Regions from separate parts of the Mus musculus genome. Here regions 1, 2 and 4 are each linked to region 3. Evidence: chromatin contacts called from public HiCAR-type, HiChIP or PLAC-seq and promoter capture Hi-C data. All regions are on one chromosome and are shown on one strand. The core of a region is the stretch at or near the end of the contact, and the rest is flanking DNA. Distances in the headings are between cores, read along the strand shown. Region 1 has its middle 46 kb from the start of Sp3os. Region 2 overlaps Rapgef4 (Rap guanine nucleotide exchange factor (GEF) 4). Region 3 holds the start of Cdca7 (cell division cycle associated 7). Region 4 overlaps Rapgef4 (Rap guanine nucleotide exchange factor (GEF) 4).

What was found. Promoter capture Hi-C pulls out the DNA fragments that hold promoters and counts their contacts. HiCAR-type assays count read pairs that join an accessible place to other places. HiChIP or PLAC-seq counts read pairs in DNA pulled down with a chosen protein or histone mark.
Region 1: a promoter capture Hi-C map of cranial neural crest shows a contact between it and region 3. The contact joins the enhancer-like site here to the promoter of Cdca7 in region 3. A contact is called at or near these places in 9 of 39 promoter capture datasets (the 3T3-L1 cell line, cranial neural crest, embryonic stem cells and 5 more), 7 of 115 datasets of contacts at active chromatin or transcription factors (the NIH/3T3 cell line, bone marrow-derived macrophages, differentiating embryonic stem cells and 3 more) and 1 of 9 other capture datasets (adipose tissue).
Region 2: a contact with region 3 is called in an H3K4me3 HiChIP or PLAC-seq map of the SCID.adh cell line, with 10 read pairs. The contact joins the enhancer-like site here to the promoter of Cdca7 in region 3. A contact is called at or near these places in 5 of 39 promoter capture datasets (the 3T3-L1 cell line, cranial neural crest, embryonic stem cells and 2 more), 9 of 115 datasets of contacts at active chromatin or transcription factors (the SCID.adh cell line, T-cell acute lymphoblastic leukemia, bone marrow-derived macrophages and 4 more) and 3 of 9 other capture datasets (adipose tissue, embryonic stem cells and liver).
Region 4: a HiCAR-type map of astrocytes shows a contact between it and region 3, with 2.3 times the contacts expected there. The contact joins the enhancer-like site here to the promoter of Cdca7 in region 3. A contact is called at or near these places in 6 of 39 promoter capture datasets (the 3T3-L1 cell line, embryonic stem cells, hippocampal neurons and 2 more), 7 of 115 datasets of contacts at active chromatin or transcription factors (the NIH/3T3 cell line, T-cell acute lymphoblastic leukemia, astrocytes and 4 more) and 3 of 9 other capture datasets (adipose tissue, macrophages and pancreatic islet).

What each region holds. Positions count from the first base shown.
Region 1 is chr2:72,931,765-72,934,798 of GRCm38.p6, reverse strand. No RefSeq gene overlaps it. Among named protein-coding and RNA genes, the nearest start is that of Sp3os, 46 kb to the left of the region's middle. Within about 2 kb of position 1,283, at least 20 of the 459 cell types and tissues checked have an H3K27ac peak or open chromatin away from gene starts, as enhancers often do.
Region 2 is chr2:72,204,529-72,208,012 of GRCm38.p6, reverse strand. Rapgef4 (Rap guanine nucleotide exchange factor (GEF) 4) reads right to left here. Exons shown (of 31, transcript NM_001204165.1): 16 at 2,270-2,358. Among named protein-coding and RNA genes, the nearest start is that of Map3k20, 79 kb to the left of the region's middle. Within about 2 kb of position 1,307, at least 13 of the 459 cell types and tissues checked have an H3K27ac peak or open chromatin away from gene starts, as enhancers often do. A contact at or near this core is called in the SCID.adh cell line and T-cell acute lymphoblastic leukemia, where this site is marked.
Region 3 is chr2:72,474,803-72,477,836 of GRCm38.p6, reverse strand. It overlaps Cdca7 (cell division cycle associated 7), which reads right to left and starts at 1,618. Exons shown (of 9, transcript NM_025866.3): 1 at 1,526-1,618. The coding sequence starts at 1,546.
Region 4 is chr2:72,037,462-72,040,990 of GRCm38.p6, reverse strand. The region is part of intron 3 of Rapgef4 (Rap guanine nucleotide exchange factor (GEF) 4); the gene reads right to left. Among named protein-coding and RNA genes, the nearest start is that of Gm29940, 16 kb to the left of the region's middle. Within about 2 kb of position 1,855, at least 83 of the 459 cell types and tissues checked have an H3K27ac peak or open chromatin away from gene starts, as enhancers often do. A contact at or near this core is called in adipose tissue, astrocytes and hippocampal neurons, where this site is marked.

The DNA.
Region 1 (3,034 bases), core at 34-2,533, 460 kb before region 3:
CTGGTTTGCGCTAGAAAGCTTTTCAGGACATGAAAAGCTGTGGCTACAGTGGCTGTGGCTATAGTAGATGTCAGAGGGCAATATAGTGTTGGTCTCTTACACATAGGTTCTAGGGAGTCAAACTCAGGGCTTATGTGAAAAGCACTCTAGCGTCAGGTCCTGGAAATTAGTTGTATTTTGTTTTATGTGTGTGGGTATCTTAGCTGCATGTTTGTATGTGTGCCACATGCATGCCCCATCCCAAGGAGGCCAGAAGGAGGGTTTTGGATCCCCTGAGACTGGAGTTTACAGTTGTGGGCCAAAGTGTAGGTACTGGGAATCAAACCTGGGTCCTCTGGAAAAACTGCTGCTAACTGCTGCCTTTCAGTGCTTTTAATTGCTTTTCTGTATCTACCTTGCCAACATCTAAAAAACATTTTACATATAAAATTTACTTAGGTATATGACTGCCCTGCCTTTTTTATACATACCAGAAGAGGGAACATCTCATTACAGAGGGCTGGTTATGAGGGTGCTGAGAATTGAACCCAGCCAGGACCTCCAGAAGGATAGCCAACATTCATAACCTCTAGATTATCTCTTTAACATCCTGGTAAACTTAATATTTGCTTGTAAAGATTGTATATTTTTGCAAGGCTCCCAAAAACCCCAAAACAGACTTTTTTTTTAAAGCAAAAGTAACGTAAAGTCCAAAAAATATTTTTGGGAAAAAGTAAGGACAGTAGGCATTCCCTTTAAGATTCTAATTGTACTTTAGACTAGAACTTCAGTTTCCCAAGTTTTTGTTTCATTATAGTATATTTAATATTTGAATTAGAATTTTGAAATTTGGGTTTTAAAAGTTGACACAATATCCTAAAGTTAAATTTTATGAGGTTGGTAAGAAGTGTTTTCAATGTAAACTTACTGACTAATGTGCTTAAAACACTGCTATGAATGGGTGGTAAGCCTTATGTGACCCCAGGAAACCAGTTGGTTGATGCTCTGGGAACAGATTTGGTTTTAGTGCGCCTCCTCATCAGCGCTCACGTTAGGAAGCTTGTTGGTCTCTTGCCTTGCCCGTGTGTACACATAACCAAATGCTTACATATGCCTTCGTTGCATTTGCTGTGAGAAAAATTCATGATTTCTCCTCTCGGTGATCATGGGCCTCTTCCCAGAAAAAATAATTCAAGTCCAGAATTCTCAAACTACTTTTAAGCTGAGACTGAACCTTGGGAAAGGAGCATCGGCTCAGATGGTGGGATTGGAAGAACAGCCAAGGAGACTCAGACACTACAGGAGGTGGAGGGCATCACAGGCAACCATGTGTTGCCTACTGCCTGAGTAGTTAGAGACTTGCTAAAAAGACTGGTGGTTGAGGGTGTGGGAAGAGAGGAGAGACGACAAAAAGAGTCTTAAAGGTTAGGAGCTGATCGGTGAATTTTAATATCGGAGAAAAGCTTCCATAACAAATAATTTAAAAATCAAAATGAAATTAAGTTACCATCCATCATATAATTTCCTTATAACATTTGTAAGTTTTAAAGACATTTTTTAGTCTAAAATCCCCACAATATATGTATTTTAAAACATTTCAGGCTGGTTGTGACATGGCTTTAACCTCAGCACCCAGGAGGCATAGGCAGGCAGATCTGAGTGCAAGGTCAGCCAGGGGCTGAACAGTGAGATCCTTCCTGTTTCAAAACAAAAGTTTCATCTTTTGCGACACTTACAATCAAACTTGGGGCCTTGAGTATACTACGCAAGTACTTTGCCATTAGGCCACATCTCCAGCCTTAAAGCTGGGTAATCTTTCATAATTTTTATTTTGTTTTATGTATTAACTTGTATTAATAATTTATTTGTCTTGGGGGTAAAGAGCTGTTAAGAGAACTGGCTGTTCTCACAAAGGACCTTGGTTTGATTCCCAGTATCCACAGTGGCTCACAGCCACCTGCATTTGCAGTTTCTCTGTGCACTGCCCCATGTGGTGCACCTACACACAAGCAAAAGTGGATTACACTGGAATGGGTGGGCTTGCCTCAGGTGAGTAGTTAGGGAATTCTTATCCTCGTCCCCTACATAGAATTTGTAGGCGCAGTGACATTCTTCCCTTCTGCCATTTGAGCACATGTTCTATGCTTAGCACTTAGGGTAAAATGATGGTTATTTCATGATTTCTATTCTAAGCGCTCTGGTTAGTCCTAATGATAGGACTACAATTACCCTTCTGATTTTAACAAAATTCTCTGTGGTTTCTCTAGTTTCATGTGCTTGTTTCATTATAACAGTACAGTCCCTTTATTTCAAGTTAGGAAAAGGCTAGTTTTGTTTCCCTCTCTCCTTGAACATGATCCTTTAAGAGTTGGAGCATAACTCTGCTAAGTGTCCACAGATGTGGCATCTGGAATGTCTACCCCCAAGCAGGGAGAGCCTAAGTGTAGCCCTGAGGCAGCTTGCTTGGCACAGTTCATATGGACACCTAGTAAACTTTTATGACATTCACAGAACTAACAGAGGGCCTTCCTTGTTCCTTTCTGGTGTTGAACTTGAGGGTTACTTGATAGGCCAAATTCAGGAAGAAACAATACCAAAAAAAAAAAATTGCTTTGGAGGTTTGTTACTGGCCAAAATCTAAATCTCTCCTTGGGAATCATTGAGTCAGCCCTGAAAGGGAAAATAGGAGCTCTGGAGCTACAGTGTGTCACAAACCTACGTTTCAGTCAGTTGGAGAAGAGGAAAAGGGGATCTACCTTTGAAGATCGTGCAGATGCCGTGTACAAAGGTCAGTAGGTGTAAATGCCACCTGAACCAAGCTGTGCTGCCTGGGCACTGTATGGTGGTTCCTTTTCTGAAGGGTTTCTGGGACATTTGTGTTTTCCAGAGTGAAAGTTTAGGATGTGGAAGGTGTATGGGTGGGCAGAGGCTGAGAGGCGGAGTTAACTGCATTGGCTGGCATGGAGGAGGCCAGTGGCATAGGATGTGATGTACTGGACAGTGGCGTAGGATGTACTGGATGGTGGTGGGCTTGAGCCTCAACTCTTGGCATTGC
Region 2 (3,484 bases), core at 58-2,557, 270 kb after region 3:
AAGTGTGTTCCTGTGTGCGTAGGTGTCTTCGTCTCAAATTAATGATAAGGACAGAGCATGAGATCGAAATTCAATTTCTTAAGACAATGAATAAAAATAAAACATATAGGAAGACAGCCTTGTATGGATGGAACCAGTCACTTTAGCCACACAGCATGTTTTCTTCTGGGCTGGGACCTTATGAATTACAATGCAAACCTTTTATCTCAAGCTATGACATGTGTGAATGTGTGAGTATATGAGTGTCTGTGTGTGTGTGTGTGTGTGTGTGTGTGTGTGTGTGTGTGTGTGTGTGCATGTGTTTTGAAGGTTACAAATGCCTATCAGAAGCAATCCTCTTACCTAAGTACAGAAGATCTGCCTCCCCCCTCCCTTTTTAAAAATTCCCTAGTTGTTGCGTGTAGCAAAGCTTCTCTCCTCTTTGCCCAGACATTTCCAGCTGTTCCACGGTACTTGCTTTTGGATTTAAGACCCTGGGAAATCTGTACTCCAAAACCTTTGTCCTTAGCTTCCTGGTCCATGTATGCACATGATGCAGAGTCCAGACTGCTAATCCCTTCTGTCCTTGCTACTACGAATTGTGTCTCTTGACATGGAAGGCTTTGTCCCAGCTCTAGTTACTGGCCCCCAGCTTTCCTTCAGGGCCACTTTGAAGACTGAACTGTTCATGGCATTGTCCTGCGTCTTCTTGGTCGGTGCCCCTGAAGCACTGAGCACATACTGCCTTAAATTCAGTTCATTTCTACCTTCCCTCGTGTGTCTTCTGGCATGTTCTAAGTTTCCGCAGGGAGAAAGGGTGGTCTGTTTACATCACCTTACACAAGGCATCCATCTTAGCACCTTCCTGGACTGATTAACAAAGCCTGCTCTGAGAAGAAGAGACTCCAAGCCCAGGAGCTTGGCTCTCTGTCAGCTATTCCCAGATCCTTTGCTGGTCTGCAAAACCTCAGATAATCAATTCAGAGCATAAGACACTGGGAGGAGATTAAGAAGTCAGTGGCAACATACTTATAAGAATTATGTAACAATGGTATCTTCATCCTGGGTAGACTGCCAAAATCAGTTGTTAAATGGATTTTGACCTACCACTAAGTTTCTCAGAAAAATCTGTGAATTTCATACAGTGAGAAATGTTCCCCTGTGGCAGTCACTGTGCTTAAAACATTAACCCATAGTGTTATTCAGAGAGATAAGCATAGGATTTTTCTTTTAAATTGGATGCCTGAACTGGCAATCAAACTCCGTGATATAACACTTGCCTAGTATACCCAAGGCCCTGGCTCCCAGCCCCAGAATCACAAGAAAGCACTAAGAAAAAGCTGCCTGTGGGCTGTTCCTTCCAGTGCGCCCACGATATACAAAGGAGGTGACTCTAGACACAGCCTACTTATGAGATTTGTTTTTTTAATCCTCAATTTTGTGTCTTAACAGCAAGGCTTGTTCACTGCAAGAAAGCTTGTGTGTTGAACTTTATTCACAAAAGATATGTTGTAGGACTAACCCCCAGTACTTTCAAGTGTGGCATTATACAGAAATAGGATCTTTAAGACACAAGTTGAGGTGACTTACTAGTGTGGGCTCTAACAATGACTGTTGTTCTTTATAAATGGGACCCTGGTCACAGAGACATCTATGCACAGAGGGAAGAGCATGTGAAGACTCACAAGGTGAAGGCTTTGCCAACATGACATTGGAGTGACACACGGAAGGAATTCCAAAGAATGCCAATAGATACCAGGAGACAGGAGCGAGGCATGGGGCAGGCTGTCTATCAGCCCTCCAAGATCAACCTATTATTACCACCAGTTCCTCCAGAACTGTAGGACAATCAGGTGCCACTGTCTGAGCATTTGTTCTGTTAGAGCAGCTGGCAGTAAGCCAATCCAGGTGGCATTCAGTTCACTGTGGAATGAAACTCCACAACCACAGAGAGAGAGAGCACCATTTATTCTTGATGTGGGCAGCTTCAAATGTGCTACGGGGAGAGACTGGTTTTAGATGGTGGCCTAACGGATACTTTTGTGTGTGCCGGGAGAACTGAAAGTCATGAAAGCAGATATCTAGGAAAGGCCCATGTGCTTGAATGAAGCTCCATTGCAGTGAGGGAAAGACCGCTCTCTGCACACACACACATCTGGGGATGCTCTTTAAAACTGGATGCTTACGGCACCCTCTAGGGTTGCCTTGGCAGTGTAGACTGGGAGTCAAAGCGGATTTCTCTCTCACATCTCTACCCGTGGATTCAGTGGAGCTACAGATCCCTTCTTACCTGTTGCTTCATTCAACGATGGCTCAAGGCGTATTGTTTCTAGAAAATGCTCTAAAATCTTTTCAGGTGTTCCTGACATCACAGTATACCTGGACAAGAAGAAAAAAAAAAAAAAAAAAAAAAAAAAAAGACCATTAGTTTCTTACAAAAGCGAGTAATGCATTAGGAGAAACAAATTACCGATGTAGATATTTTTTGAAAAACAAGATCCTGGGCAAACATACGGACTACTTGTGACTAGTAACTTCCCTGTAGTGAGGAAGACCACGTACCTCGCCTAAGCACACAAGAAGGCTGTAGAAAAACAGTCAGTAGATGCAGTTACTAGAAATGTTCTCCGCCCTCCCCCTACCTAGAACTAAAGATGCAGCTGAGAAAGCAGCTCCCATAGCTGCGACTGAGACAAGTCAGGGAGATGAACCTGAGGCAGCACAGGGCAGGGAGGGGAGCGAGGGAGGACAGGACAGTGGACACAGAAATGTCAGTGTCACACTGGATTTTCATGCTGATTTCTGGAACGCTCCTCCTTTCCACCTCCGCACTGCTACGCGCTTTGGAAATCCTCTAATAATAATAAAGCAAAGGAAACCAAAAGGCCCAAGTACCAGTGAGCAAACAAACCCGGGGGGCATCACGGACAGGAATTAGATCAGAAGCAGAAACCTGGATGCAAATTACTCAATATCAATTACGAATTATTTTAGGGGGCTGCGTTAGTCATTATTTTGAGGGATCTATTCGGGGTGCCCTCCAACCCTCCAATCAACAAGAGCAAGTTGATTTTGAGATTGAACGTGAGTTAAAGTCGGAATGCAGACAGTGTAAGCGCTTGCTGTAGATGGGCAGAACACATGAAGATCGTGTAGGTATCCCCAGTAGCACCCAGACCCTGCCTTCCTGCTTGGCGGGATGATGGGAAGGGAATATAACAATGCAAAGAGCATTCTCTCGTGTTCAGGAAGCAGAGACAGGATGGAGCTCGGAGCAAACCCAGCTTCCTTAGCCCCTTCACCTCTGTGCCTTTCTTGCCTGCTCGAGGCTGTGGAGGAGGTGCATAGAGATGGCAAGAGCCCCTCATCAGCATCAGCGGGTCTTACCTCCTGCCTGAGGGATGGACGAGAAGTGATAGCAGACGATCCTGAGGACATGGGGACAGAGCAAGTGTGGCAGCCCTGGAGGTTGAACTCCGGGCCGTATGAGCGCTAGGCAAGTGCT
Region 3 (3,034 bases), core at 369-2,868:
CCAGCCTCCACATCATGTTCCTAAGTAGACACCAATCAACCATTTGTGTATGCTTCTGATATCCTAATGGCAGCAATGTGTGGTATTCGAGAGAGCTACCAAATATTGTATTTACAACAGTAGTTCGAGGCGGTGGGTGGAGAGTTAGGAGTTAAAAGGGATTCAAAAGTCTGCCCAGGTTTCTGGTAGAGGAAGTCCAAGGCAATAAGGTGCAACAAAATGCAAAGAACTAAGAAATCCCCAAAACGGCACACAGCTCCTTAAATGACTTTAATTCTCTACACTCTACTAATCAATTTAACTCCATGTCAGCCTCAGGGGAGGCAGTCAATCAAAAGCCATCAGGAAAAGAGGCTAATCTTTAACAAGCCAGGACAGGCCAACGGTCAGTCATTCACCAGGCAAGTATGTCTTCGATGGAAAAGACACACAAAAAAGGAGAGCCAAAGGTCGTGCCTGGGGTGAACTTTTTTGGCAGATGTAACTCTTAATTCTGTTTACGGTGAGTGTTCTTTGACGGCAGATTTGGTACTGATGTTCGCTTAATTCTTTGCAGCGACGTTACCATCACTTAAATAAGTAAGAAAACTGAAGTGCGGAGAGGTGAAGTCGATTCCTCCAGTCAGGTGTCCAAATATGCACCAAGGCAAGCCAAACTCCAAGCCCATTTCCCCACGCGCGGAGATCCGCTATGAGACCACGACTCCGTCTACCCACTCAGACCTCGCCACAAGGGCCCCCGAACCCGATATTTATTTGAAGCACGTCACTGTCTTCCTTTCCGCCCATCCCCCCACTCTTCAACCCACTCCAGGGCAGGACATAAGTTCTGGCTTCCGTTGGAGCAAAAAGAGTTACGTTCCAGCTCGCAGCTGCAAGCCGGGAAGAAAAGGGTGGGACGGGTGGGGAGTTGGGGGACGCAGGGAAGGTTACTAAACGGTCGCGGCACACGACTTGCATCGCTGGGCCCCAAAATTGCATCTGACCACAGCCTAGGACTAAAACAATACCTCCCCCCACGTGCACAACCCAAGTTCTCAAGAAATGCTCACAAGGCCATCTACGCTAAACCCGCAGATCCAGAGTGGTTAGAAGGGGACGCAGAGCAAAAGAGGATCGATCCCAGGGCCACTAGTGCACGCGTAGGTAACAACGCACTCGCCGCCAGCGGGTCGTGCAGGGTGAGGTCCCAGAAGGTGGAAGGCTGGGATACGACCGCCAGACAGGATGGCCAGCGGCGAGTCCCAGGCCTCCGCGCGCACGTGGAGCATGAGCGCCCGTGCCGCAGGTTCCGGGAACGCTGGCAACTCCGTGCGCGCCGGCGGGCGCATCACCTTGGCCTTGAGTTATCCTGGGTGCAAAGATTATAAGAAAATCGATCTGTGATTTCCCTCAACCTGGCGACAATCAGGAGCGCGTGGGACAAGTGAGCGGAGCTAACCCGCGGAGTCGGAGGGAAGTGGCCCGGACCCGCCCGTGTCTAGCACCCACCAACCCCGCCCCGGTGCACCCGGCCGGGCCTCACCCGCGCGCGGCGAGCCTCCATGTTGGCGGCGGGTACCCAGGCACTCGGAACGGGGATAGTTCGTCGGAACACACCAGCACTCAGAGCCCGAACAACCCGAGCTCCGGGACAGAGGCGGGGCGCGCACTCCGCCGCCGGAGGGGCGGGGCCACCGGCTTTCCCGCGCCGGGACGCAGGTCCTGCCAGCTAAGATGACCTCTTTAGCGGTACCCGAAGCGTCCCAGCTCTGGAAAAAAATAGAAGCGGTTCTCGTGGTTGTAATAACCTTGAGTGTCCTCGGAAACTGCTGAATGTTCTATGAAACAGTGGCGTTGTGGGAACTCAGTGCCACTGGCTTTTTATGAAGCTGCGCGGTCCTGGGAAGTGGCGCGAAAGTGGCTGCCGAGGTCCTGAGACTGGCCGTCTGATTTGCATACAAAACGGGAGATTGTAAGGCTGGTAGAGCCTCTTACTGCGTTCACACTTTCGCTGTAGTTTAATCTCTTAAAAATGTTAAAGAACAGAACGGGGATACCACCCACAAATATCTGAGAGCATAGCACCTCTTATCTAGCAACCACACCACTATCTATATGTAGTCAATAGACCAGTTAAGTCCTGTTGCTTCAAGAAAGATTCCGGCGTGGGTTTAAAAATAGCCCTTCAGTTGAGTAAAGCCTCTCCGAAGGGTAAAAGTCTTTAGAGCTTTATCTTTCGGAGATAAAAGCTGCAGGCGATTACACTGTGGATTGTCCATTTTTCTCCAGGCAAAATTGGGAACAACCAGAGCTAGTTAGAAGATCTTTCTTTCTTTCTTTCTTTCTTTCTTTCTTTCTTTCTTTCTTTCTTTCTTTCTTTCTTTCTTATAGCCCTTCTCACTAAGACCGGCACAGGGATGAAACGAGGCTCCCCTGTTTTTAAAGAGTAAAACACAGGGGGAAAAAAAAAAACCCAAACAGCAACGACCGAAAAACCTTGGGTGCTTTTTAAAAGAGCTTTAATTATAATCATAGATTTAAAACATTTCTTGAAGTGTAAGCATTCCCCCTTATTTCAAAACTTTTCTCTTAGTATTGATGTTGCCACAGTCCTTTTCTGTGAAGAGAGCATGCGCAACACACACACACACACACACACACACACACACACACCTCTCTAGGTACTGACCATAAAGACATAAATAACCGAGGAAGACAATGGATTGGAAGGAGCTGCCCAGGGGTCACCCTCCCTCTGTGCTAGAGACAAAGAACTCCAGTCTCCAACTTAGGCATCAAGAGAAGCAGCTAATTGATTTGTTTGGCAAAATTCCTGGTAGCAGCCAGGAGTTCAACCAACACTTGTTGGATGAATAAGTATGTGGATGGAGACCTAAAATTGTCCTTAGTACAATGTTCTTGTGAATATGGTTTGTGCAAGTAGAACTGACCATGTGAGGTCACAGAACGAAGGGGGCATCCGGGCCACTTTGCCTGGGTAATGTTCTACACTGAGCATTTTTACTCTTCTTGGAACAGGCTTGTCTCTCTG
Region 4 (3,529 bases), core at 606-3,105, 440 kb after region 3:
GGGTCCTCCGGACATGAATCACTAATTAAGAAAATGCCCTACAGGCTGTCTACAGCCCCATCTTATGAGGCTTTTACTCCAGAGTTCTCTCCTATCAGGCGACTGCAGCCCGTGTCAAGTTGGCATACAATTATTCCACACAGTCCCTGTCCACATGTATACCTCAGTCTGCATGTACCAGTTTCTAAACCTGCCTGAGTCTTTGCCACACAAAACTACAGCCATCTTAGATGCTGGGACCAAACCAAAGGATGCCAACCAGCCTGTGGTGACAGGCACCAAACAAGAGGCAAAGGAGGTCCACACAGAGACAAGAGTCAGGCAGAGCTGATGTGGAAGGGGCCTGAACCTTGGCAGATCTAGATTACACTGCCTCCATGGCTTTGGCTCCTCTCAGACCTCTGTGAAATGGTCACAATGCCTTTAACAAGATCAGCAGCTGGAGAGATGGCTCAACAGTTAAGAGCACTGGCTGAGTTCCTGAGTTCAGTTCCCAGCAAGCACATGGTGGTTCATGACCATCTATAAAGGGACCTCATGATCTCTTCTGGCATGCAGGTGTACATGCAGATAGATCACTTGTATACATTAAATAAATAAATAAATGTTTAAAAAAGATTAATAGCAGAACACATCTTAAACATTTCTGTATTGGGGGGGAAAGCTACCGTGATACATATACCATAGCATGCCCGACGAGGTCATTGTGAGAAATTATAAGAGTTGGTTCTCTTTTTCTAGCGTGTGGGCTTCAGGACTTGAACTGAAGTCACCAGGCTTGGTGGCAGTCACCTTTACTGGCTGAGTCAGCTTGCCAGAATTAAATAGATAAAAAATAATACAATATAATTCCTAACTCAGTCACATCGCCACGCATGTATAGGTTTTCTACACTTCTAAAAAGCAAATTATATTTTTGCCTTTATTTAAACAACAGAGAACCTCTATAGTCGTGTTGTATTAAGCTTCATCTAATGATGGCTTTCAACACTTAAATTCCAAGTTTCTCTGTCCCCCAGTCTGGATGTCAAGTGGTTTGAATGATCTGCAAAACACTTGAGCTCTCTGGGGGAGCTTGTATTCAAAGAAACCCTCCTGACAATCCTGCTGTAAATCAAAGAATCCTTTTGTACTGCGACTAATCACCTCTTAATTTATCTGCTTTGTGCATCTGCATTGTGGCGTTCTCACATCTTAAAGCAGACATTCTCGCCAGAGCTGTCTCACATGTGTTCATACGGACACTGTGAAGTGGTCACGGTGGTAAGAAGGCCAGGGTTACATGTCACAATGTACGATCATGGTCCACTGAAACCTGGCCTGCGCAGATGATCTGGGGACATGAGCTGTGTCTGTGATGAACTCATGGAAAATGAAAAATTATCCTGTGATTCTGAAGAGTTATCAGACCTGTTAGCTATTCAGAATTTATTCATTTCTGTGTCATTGAGTCAAGAGTTAACAATCTTATTTGTGTTAGGTTATCTTTACGTGTATAGGTAGACTCAGAAGCATAAGTTCTTTAAAAGCTGATGTTTTTACAGGGTTCATTTCCAGCCTATACTTGCCACTAGGTTTCAAAGCTCTTGCATTTTGCTTCCTGAGCTTGAATTTGCTCCTGGAATTTATTGAGTTCTCTAAGCGTTTTTAAGTAATCAAATCAAATGGAACCCAATTTCAGAGTCTGTCAAGGCATCCAACTGCACGTGTGTCAAAAGGATTTACTGCCAAGCAGGAAGGCAAGATACTTCTAAGTCAAATGTGTTTTCTGGCAAGCGGCAACGGCAAGGCCGGTTCCTTTCAGAGCGTGTCCCTGGAATCGGCTTGTCGGGCAGCCGATGGACATCAGGCAAGCTCGCTGGGGCTGGCTTGCAGAGCACGGCCTGGCACGGGCATTTCTAACCAGTGCAGAGCTGAACTGGCCAGCACTGTGTCACCCGGACAAAGAATACTCAACAACAAAACTACATGTAGGGTGAGTTGTGCAGAATGCCAAGTCAACTAAATATCCATTCCTAATGAATAGCTCAGCCCCAGCCAGAGCTCCGGCGGGAGTCAGCAGTGACACCATCTGCAACCAGCTTGCCACCTTTTACGTTTTCTGGGCTTCGTAAAACTGTTCAGAAATGTGTTCAAGTAGTGTCTCCCAAAAATGGTGATGTCACTGAAAGGAAAGCGAACAGAGTGTGTGGCCAAGTGAAAGAATCAGGGAGAGGAAGCGGGGGAGAGGGAGGGAGGGAGGGAAGGAAACACACAGAGGGGGGGGAGCGAAAGAGGGAGAGAGGGAGGGAAGGAGGGTGGGGAGAAAGGGAGAGAGAGCTGTACTTCAAATTTAATAATCAAAACTGCAATGAACAAAGGCATCTGTGTTGTAAAAGCAAAGGCAGGGATGACTAAAGGTTTTCTATTTGACCTTAGAGAGAAAAACAGCAAGAGGTCTTTTTTTCAAAACCAGAGTAAAAATTGCCAGATAATGGCACAATGACAGATGAGGGGGTGGAATGAAGTGGAGACCAAGGCCAAGTGCAGCCCAGAATCTCTGCTCCAGTGAAATGGCTGAACAAAATTTAAACTCCTGCAGTTTCAAAATACTGGGCTGCAGTTCCTGGTTTTCATGTTCTAACACTGCCCTCTTGTGACCATTGCTAGCATTGCAGGTATGGGAGCCAACAGCTCTCCAGTCTAGGCAATCAACTTTTTATTAGTTAGCAGAAAACACCGGGACCCTGCTCATTCAAAGCTTTGTACTAAGTGCTTTATATACAGCGAGTAGGACCCACTAGCCTCAGTTCATAGCGTATCTAACTGTGCATAGCCATACCCAACCCAGCTGCTGGGTTTGTATCAAATAAAGATAACAGTGAGTGTTACAGGCTTTAGTGACATCATAAAGCACCATTCTCTATTTTGAAACATGAAAGTCAGTCAGTCTTTAGGAATTGATATGATTGGAGATTTCCCTTAGTTTAGGTGTTTCCAGAATTGCTAAAAAAGCATACATGTTTCTAGGATTTAAATATTTGTTATACCATAAATTCTCCTCACCTATAAAATCTGCAGGGAAAAGCAAGGCCTTGTGTACACACACACACACACACACACACACACACACACACACAGAGAGAGAGAGAGAGAGAGAGAGTTGAGTGCTGTTGTCTAATATAGTAGGTATATATGCCTACTTTAAGGTTTACTATCATCATCATAATCACCACCACCATCATCATCACTATTGCTATTATTTGTGTGTATTGTTTTGAGGGTAAGATGTCCCTGGAGATGCAGACAAAGTGTCACTGGGGAACTGGAGAGACTACTCCTAAACAAGATGCCTGTTGCCAAGCAGAAACCTACATGAACATGTCATGTCGGACACCATTAGACATGGATGCTGCCTGTAGGCACACCCCCTTGTTGGCTGGTCAAAGTTCTGTAAGATAGCAAAAAGAAGGGCCAAGGCCAGAAGGCTGTCTGAGAAGCTGGGAGACATGTCTCTGATGTGAGTGCACATTGCAGCGAGCTTGGTGGT